2 separate regions of the Sus scrofa genome follow, and region 2 is linked to region 1. The links are chromatin contacts, called in public HiChIP or PLAC-seq maps. All regions are on one chromosome and are shown on one strand. Each heading gives the region's core, a stretch centred on a gene start, on an enhancer-like site or on the middle of the called end of the contact. The rest is flanking DNA. Distances are from core to core; before and after follow the strand shown. Region 1 overlaps LOC102165543 (a long non-coding RNA gene). Region 2 has its middle 43 kb from the start of TRIB1.

The links. HiChIP or PLAC-seq counts read pairs in DNA pulled down with a chosen protein or histone mark.
Region 2: a contact with region 1 is called in an H3K27ac HiChIP or PLAC-seq map of alveolar macrophages. The contact joins two enhancer-like sites. A contact is called at or near these places in 1 of 47 Hi-C or Micro-C datasets (embryonic fibroblasts) and 1 of 2 datasets of contacts at active chromatin or transcription factors (alveolar macrophages).

What each region holds. Positions count from the first base shown.
Region 1 is chr4:14,075,445-14,079,444 of Sscrofa11.1, reverse strand. All of the region lies in intron 8 of LOC102165543 (a long non-coding RNA gene), which reads right to left. Among named protein-coding and RNA genes, the nearest start is that of TRIB1, 220 kb to the left of the region's middle. Within about 2 kb of position 2,269, at least 15 of the 83 cell types and tissues checked have an H3K27ac peak or open chromatin away from gene starts, as enhancers often do. A contact at or near this core is called in alveolar macrophages, where this site is marked.
Region 2 is chr4:14,339,285-14,343,284 of Sscrofa11.1, reverse strand. No RefSeq gene overlaps it. Among named protein-coding and RNA genes, the nearest start is that of TRIB1, 43 kb to the right of the region's middle. Within about 2 kb of position 1,709, at least 19 of the 83 cell types and tissues checked have an H3K27ac peak or open chromatin away from gene starts, as enhancers often do. A contact at or near this core is called in alveolar macrophages, where this site is marked.

The sequences.
Region 1 (4,000 bases), core at 1,020-3,519:
TACTGAGTAGTTCACAGGATTGATGGGAGAGGGCTGGAGAACCAGGCGGGAACCAGGGAGGCTGGGCGCAGCAGCCACAGCCAGGGTCAGCCCTGGGCAGAACGGCTAGAACGTTGCCAGCAGCACAGCACCTACCCTCTTAACTCCATGCTATTGCCAGGCTCTTGACACCATCACATCTTTAAAAATGTCTAAAGACTTCCCGCATCTATGTTCTAACATCAGAGTTTCAGACAGACAGACAGACAGATTCTCTCTCTTAGGTCCTTACCAGTGTCCTGGATTCAAGGGATAGCTCAGGTGTTATCTCACATTTCATAGCCTGCTAAAGTTCACAAAGTGCTTTTTTTTGGGTGGGGGGAGGTGGCTGCACTTGCAGTATATGGAGGTTCTCAGGCTAGGGGTCAAATCCAATCTGTAACCTCCGACCTACATCACAGACACAGAAACACCAGGTCCGAGCAGTGTCTGTGACATATACCACGGCTTACAGCAATGCTGGATCCTTAACCCACTGAGTGCAGCCAGGGATTGAGACTGTCCTCATGGATGCTAGTCAGATTCATTTTCGCTGAGCCACAATGGGAACTCCTTTTTTCTGGCTGCACTTGCAGAATATGGAAGTTCCCAGACCAGGGATGGAACCCCAGCTGCCACAGAAACAATGCCAGATCCTTAACCTGCTGCCCCACAGCAGGAATTCTACAAAGTGCTTTTTTGTTGTCCAAATTTGAATGATAGAATTGAGACAAAAAACTGTCAGGCTGTGGTCAAAAGCTAGTTCATAGAGGATCTGGGTACAGAATGCCTGAGGGACCAGATGTATTAATTGTTTTTATTTGTTCATTTATTCATGAGCATATACTGAGCCTCAGACTATGTGTGAAGCTCTGTGCTGGGCTCCGGGGACATGGTGGTGAATATGACATGGTTCTTACACTAGTGACATTCAAACATGGAATCCACCAAAGAAGGGGCAGGACTGAGAATAGGAGAGGGCCTGAGTCTGGGAACTGTACCGGACAGGAATCAATAGATGATGCTTTTGACCTGCATCCCAGAGAGTGAGGGACCTTAACTGAAGCCTTCGAGTTCATGTTCTGAGGCTCCCTTCATTCTGGGTGCTGCCCCAAGCAAGGCAGAGGGGGAGGTGGAGCTGAGGGTCATGGAGAGACTGCAGGCCTTGGGGTCCTGCATATTCTACCTGCCAGGTAGGTGAGTGGTCTAGGATCATGTAACTTCTGAGACTTAATCTTCCACCTATAAAATGTGGATACTACTACTTACTTGCCAGGGTTACTGTGAAGACTAGTAAACAGCAAATCTAAAGAATAAATGTGCCCTTGATAATGTCAGATACAGAGATGCTTAATAAATGGTAGTTACATAGAAATAAGGGTGAGATAGAATCATTGGCTTTAAGAAACTTACTCTATACCTGGCAGGGGTGGGATGGGGGTAGGATGGGAGAGTGGCATTTGCCAGTGTGTGTGAGAGAAGAAATGAGTATAAGTCCTACATTGGATTGCTTACAAACAAGATCAGAATCCAGAGAAGAGAGAGAACAGTGTGGGCAGAGGCAAGGCTTTGTGGAAGGACCAGAGAGGTGGCCAGTTTTCAGCTTTGGTTCTATAACCAGACTCCATGGGCTCATACATGAATTCCATTTCCCTTATTAGCTCTGCGTTCTTGGGCAGATGTTATTAATTCCCTCAAGACTCAGTCTGTTCTGCTGTAAAGTGGGTATAATGGTGGTACTTACTTATTGGGTAGTTCAGGGAGTTAAATGAGCTAATTCACAGAAATGTTAGCACAGTGCCTGGCACTTAGTGACAGTGCCCTGAATCTTATTCCTGATGAAGTGAATCTTGAAAATGAATGACCTCATTGTAGTTACAAGGATACCAGTGGAGTACCTGTACACACAAAGCGTTCCTTAAATGCCTTATATTTCTTTGTATCTTCCCTCGGCCCCTGGCATAGTGGCTGGCCAGAGGTTAGTTTGCATATGAAGAAGTTGGCTGGGAGAATGATGATGGGTTAAATGGGGGCCATTCTAAGTAGGGGAAACAGCAAAAGTGAAAACAAATCAGTGGGCAATGGCCCAAATCTTCAAGGAATTTAGGAATACTGTTCAGTTTGTGAAGTCAGTTAAGCTCTCTGTCTCCCCCTGGTGGCCATAAAAAATATACACAGCTCCCTTCTTGGGCAAAGCCGTCCTCGCTTCAAAGAGAACTGTCATCTTCCTCCCCTCAAGACCCAGGAGAGGATGTGCTCTGGCTGTGATTCAGCCTCGCAGACTGATTCACGACCTGTCTCGACTGCAGTGACTTGCTCTTGGTGACACTTCCTGAGGAATAACAAACAGTGATGTAAGATCAGCTCAGGAATGAAAGAAAGAGCTGTTGTTTAAGCTCTTCTCTTTTTATCCATTCAAATTCTCTGGAACGCTGCTCTTTGACCTCCTCCTTCAGGAGCCACAGTGTCAAATAATCTCCTCTTTCTTGTGTTATTTGGGACAATTGATCATGTAATGATGACAACGGCATCGCTGGATTGTTACTCTGTGGCAGGCACTGTGCCAAACTCCACACATTTAACTCATTCATCCTCCCCAAACAACCTTCTAGGTGTTCTTTTTTTTTTTTTTTATCTTTTGTTTTTTCAGGGCCTCACCTGTGGCATATGGAGTTTCCAGTCCAATCGGAGCTACAGCTGCCAGCCTACGCCACAGCCACAGCAACGCAGGGTCTGAGCTGTGTCTATGACCTACACCCCAGCTCACGGCAACACCAGATCCTTAACCCACTGAGCAAGGCCAGGGATCAAACCTGCAACCTCATGGTTCCTAGTCGGATTCGTTTGCACTGCGCCACAACAGGAACTCCTAGGTGTTCTTTTTGATGCAGTTTTTCAGATGAGGAAGCTCAGGCACAGTGAGGAATGTGGCTAGCTCAAGGTGACACAACTAGTATTTGCAGAGCCAGGATTCGAACTCCAGAGACCTGGCTCCAGAGACTATGCACTAACAACTGTACCAGCTGCCTCCTGTTGACAAATCCTGGCTCACTGTCATCTATTACTGGACCTTTGAGGCATGAAGGTCTTGTGTCCCCAACTCGGAGCCCCTGGTGGAGGACAGTGTTCTCACACTTTCACCATCGGAAAATCTTGGAGAGAAACGGTTTGAAAAGCACATTCCTGGGGTCCCAACCTCTGAGCTGATTCAGCCCGTCTGGAATGGGGCCCAGGAGTCTGCACTGTTCATAATGGTAATGATCTCTTGTGGAGTCGAATCTTTGACGAATCACTTCCAGCCTCCCCGAGTCTCTATTTCCCTGTCTGTAGAACAGGTGTGCTAATCTTGACCTCAGTGTCACTCTTGTAAGGACCATCTGTTTAGGATGGCTCATGTTGGGTGACCAGTGTAGTGCCTGGCACACAGCGGGCATTCCTTAGATACCCCTGCCCTTGATGCTTCCTGTTTTTTTGTGTCTCCCATGGCCCCTTGGTACAGGGGAGTGTCAGCTGGGAAGCTGACAGGGAGTATCTTCAGTCGTATGCGCTATGACAAAATGGGATTTTCTGGTTCAGGAGTGGACACCTCCTCCTCTGAGTCACAGTGGTACAGTGCTTGACATAAGCCTTGGCACAGTGGGTTCAAACCTCAGCTTCCCATCTGAGCAGGATGGGGCAGTATACCTTCCTCAAGGGTTGCCGGAGAATCCTCCCATAAAAGTATACATGGGGCAGGGCTGGTATAACCTTCCAAGCATCATCCTTCTTTTTACCTGGGCCATTTCTACCCAGAGGCTGAGTGGAGTTCCAGCCAGGCCAGGGGCTGAGTGGGTGAGCAGTTTGGGAAGATGTGAGCTTGTCCCGGATTTCTGGAAGGCAGATCCTGGGCGGCAGGGCAAGGCCAGGAATGGCTCTCAGGACTGCAGTAGATGGGCATGCTTCACTTCTGACGTGGAAGAAAGGGAGAGAATGTCCGAGGAGG
Region 2 (4,000 bases), core at 460-2,959, 260 kb before region 1:
GTGACAATGCCAGGTCCTTAATGTACCAGGGAACTTCTTAATTTTTTTATATCAATGAAGTTACTTTAAAAAAAAAATGTTTAGGAGTTCCCGTCGTGGCGCAGTGGTTAATGAATCCGACTAGGAACCATGAGGCTGCAGGTTTGATCCCTGGTCTTGCTCAGTGGGTTAAGGATCCGGCGTTGCTGTGAGCTGTGATGTAGGTTGCAGACTAGGCTCAGATCCTGAGTTGCTGTGGCTCTGGCGTAGGCCGGCAGCTACGGCTCTGATTTGACCCCTAGTCTGGGAATCTCCATATGCCACAGGATCGGCCCAAGAAAATGGCAAAAAGACAAAAAAAAAAAAAAAGTTTGGCCTCTTCTTCAGTAATAACATACATGGAATTGCAGGTTCGATGTGCTAAGTATATATATATATATTTATTTTATTTTATTTTATTTTATTTTTTTGGTCTTTTTTTGCTATTTCTTTGGGCCGCTCCTGTGGCATATGGAGGTTCCCAGGCTAGGTGTTGAATCGGAGCTGTAGCTTCCAGCCTATGCCAGAGCCACAGCAACGCAGGATCCGAGCCGCATCTGCAACCTACACCACAGCTCACGGCAACGCCAGATCGTTAACCCACTGAGCAAGGGCAGGGATCGAACCCGCAACCTCATGGTTCCTAGTCGGATTCGTCAACCACTGCGCCACGACGGGAACTCCCTAAATATATTTTAAAATGTATTAAAATAAATATGTATTTCTTGAAATAATGGGAATTCCCATTGTGGCTCAGCAGTAATGAACCTGACTAGTATCCATGAGGATGCAAGTTCGAGCCCTGGCCTCACTCAGTGGATTAAGGATCCGGCAGTGTGGTGAGCTGTGGTGTAGTTTGCAGATGCGGCTCGGATCCCGTGTTGCTGTGGCCATGGCATGGGCCGTGGGTAAAGCCCTAAAAAGCAAAAAAAAAAAAAAGAGAGAGAGAGAGAGACGACGAGGACGAGAAAAGCAGTAGATGTCTTGAGGCATCCACAGTCATCCCAAGTGGCCCTTTGGGAAACTCTTATTACACAGAGCGGGGCTGGGGTCCCCGCGGAGGCTCAGAGCCCACCCACGCCCACCAGGGTTCTCCTATGAACCTCCCTCCACAGGCTGCCAGTGTTGAAATAAAGTCCCTGGAGAGGTCATTGACAGCAACGTGAAGCTCTAGCGATTAGTCACAGAGGCATACCCGGCCGCCCTCTGTGGCTGGGATTTCTGCAGGGACTGCAGAAAGAACGGGTCCAGGACCGAGGTTCTGCTGGCCCATGGATCTGAGTCTCATATGAGAAGTATGGGCCCAGGGGGACAGGGTTTTCAGGGCCTCTGGGGGCCCCTAGGCCCTGTTCACACCCACAGGGCTCAGCGGGGCACTCCTGTCTCTCCATCAGTCAGTAACCAGAGCTCACCCACCTGTCCCATCTGTTTCCTGGAGGCAGGTGACATCCCTGCCAGCCGTGGGAGCTTTGTAGGGAGAAGCCGGCTCTTGGCACCCTAGAGTGCTTGTATTTGACAAATCTGTTTTTCCTGTGGGGCTGTGTTTGCCTTGGAGGCAACGTCCTGCATCTCACCACGTGTCAGAGGTGACTGTTTAATGCCAGCAAAAGAAAACAAGCTTCACACCGCGCGGAGCTAAAGGTGAGGTGACAGCTGGCTAATGGTTGATGATTCACCTGGGTGGACGCTGAACCAGCGGTGTGAAAAGGACTGCCACCCAAGGGCTGTATCAAGTCACAGATGAGAACCGGGCTTGGCTGCCCCCAGAGCGGAGAGAGGGATTGCGACACGTTTTTCGCTAACCTCAGCTCCGAGGAGCCCGGCACTTGGGGAGTGAGGTTTAGGGAAGTCAAGCGTCCTTCAGCCTTTTTCCCAGAACAGCTGGGCTTGTCAGAAGACGCCAGTTCTAATTTCACTCTCTTCCTTCCCAGCTCTGTGACCTCAGGTGACTCCACAAAGTCCACTGCGTTTCAGTGACTTCACCTGTAAGAAGGAGATCTTACCCCCTGCCCTGCCCGCCTCCTGGGGCTGGCTGTCCAGAGCCCAGGGGATGGCACATGGAAAGGAATTAAGTGCTAATGGCCAAAGCCTGGCTGGATGCTTGGGGAGCTGAGGACCTGCCTTGGCCCCTGTCCCTGCTTTCAAGACATTTAGTTCGTTCAAATACGTGTGAATGCATGAAAATGTAATAATGCAAAGTACCAACCAAGTTCATAAAGGCTTGCCTGGGGGGCTGGGAGTGGGGAGGGACCAGGTTTGAGAGTAGAATAATTTATTTTTCCAAAATACACATTCAGGATTTCCCATCATGGCTCAGTGGTTAATGAATCTGACTAGGAACCATGAGGTTTCGAGTTCGATCCCTGGCCTTGCTCAGGGGGTTAAGGATCCAGCATTGCCATGAGCTGTGGTGTAGGTTGCAGATGCGGCTCGGATCCCGCGTTGCTGTAGATCTGGCGTAGGCTGGTGGCTACAGCTCCGATTCGACCCCTAGCCTGGGAACCTCCATATGCCCCAGGTGCGGCCCTAGAAAAGACAAAAAAAAAAGACAAAATACACAATGCATTTAGTCTTTTTAAGGAGAATGATAGAGTCAAATTGTGCCTCCAGCTTAATGAGGCAGACACAGACCTTCAGGAGGTAAGAGGAGTGAGAAAGTCCTGGGGGCATCAGTGGTCGAAAAGACCTTGTGGACCTGGCACCTTGGGCCATGAAGAAGGGACCAGTTTGGATGGACAGGAGACAGCTATGGTGACGGGCGCCAGCAGGAGCCAATGCCCCGTGACTGGTCCCAGCGGGGCAGGAATGAAGGAGGGGAGGTCGGGCTGGTAAGGAGCCAGATTCATCCTGAGCCTCAAGCACACAGAAGGAACCACGGGATAAGGGTCACTTTACTCCCTGAGTGTGCAAGGCCTGTAGCAAATACTAAAAATGTTAACACACGGTGCATTTGAGACAGCAGAGAAAGAAAACTCTCAGGTTGACCGAGGGCAGGGAAAAAGCTAAAACCATGAGCAAAAAGACCCAGGGAGAGTTAAACCACAGAAGCTATAGAAAGAAGCCGTGCTGAGGGATTTAATAAAATTTCCACATCTTAAAAGTGTACTGGGTGGGGTCTGGGAAGTGAAAGAGTTGTTTGTGTCATCCTTTTCTCCCCCAAGGAAACCAACCAAGGGCCACTCAAAACTCAGGCTTTGGCTGATGGAGGAAGCGAAGAGGGAGCCACACCTACAGCATGTGAAAAACTCTGACCTCTTCCCTCTCTGACCCAAGAGCCTTGCAGGAGATGGGCTCGGAGCTCACGATGAATGCCAACCTGGCCGGGGGTAGACAGGGGGCTGAGGGCTGGTATCCTGGGCTGGAGTCCCCTTCTGGGGCCGCAAGCCTGACTTTGGGATCAGGTGCACATCCCTGACCTCTCTGAGCCTCTGTCCCTGAGATGACAGGACAAGAACCCCTCACAGCCTTGAGCAGAAGTGGAAAGGGTGAAATGAGTCAGGGTACCACTCTCTGTCCTTGTTTATTCACAGCACCGACAAGTCACTTGGCCATGGCCATGGCAGTGAGAGGAGTTCCTCGGGAGAAAGAGCGCTTTTTCTGTTGGTTCCCCTGCAGGCAGCCTCCTGCCTGGACTCTTGGTGCCAAGATGAAGTATGAAACTCAGGGACGAATGCATGAGTTAACAGGCTTCTGCGGGTAGCCTGGGCACCACCCCACACTGGCTGTGGGAAATGCGTCCCTACTTCCAGGAGTTCCACCCGACAGATTTCCCAAAGAACACCTGACCCATGTCCGCCAGATGGAGGTCAATGCCAATGACATAGCCAACACTGTTGCTTTGGATTTGTAGATCTGACCTCTGATTCTGAAATACATGCGTGTGCAAATGAGGAGGAGGGATGTGAGAACACACAGCCGTCTTAGATGTCGTCTATTCTTGGAAATGCTAAGGCAGTTTTCTCGGGGGACCCAGCAATAGCAA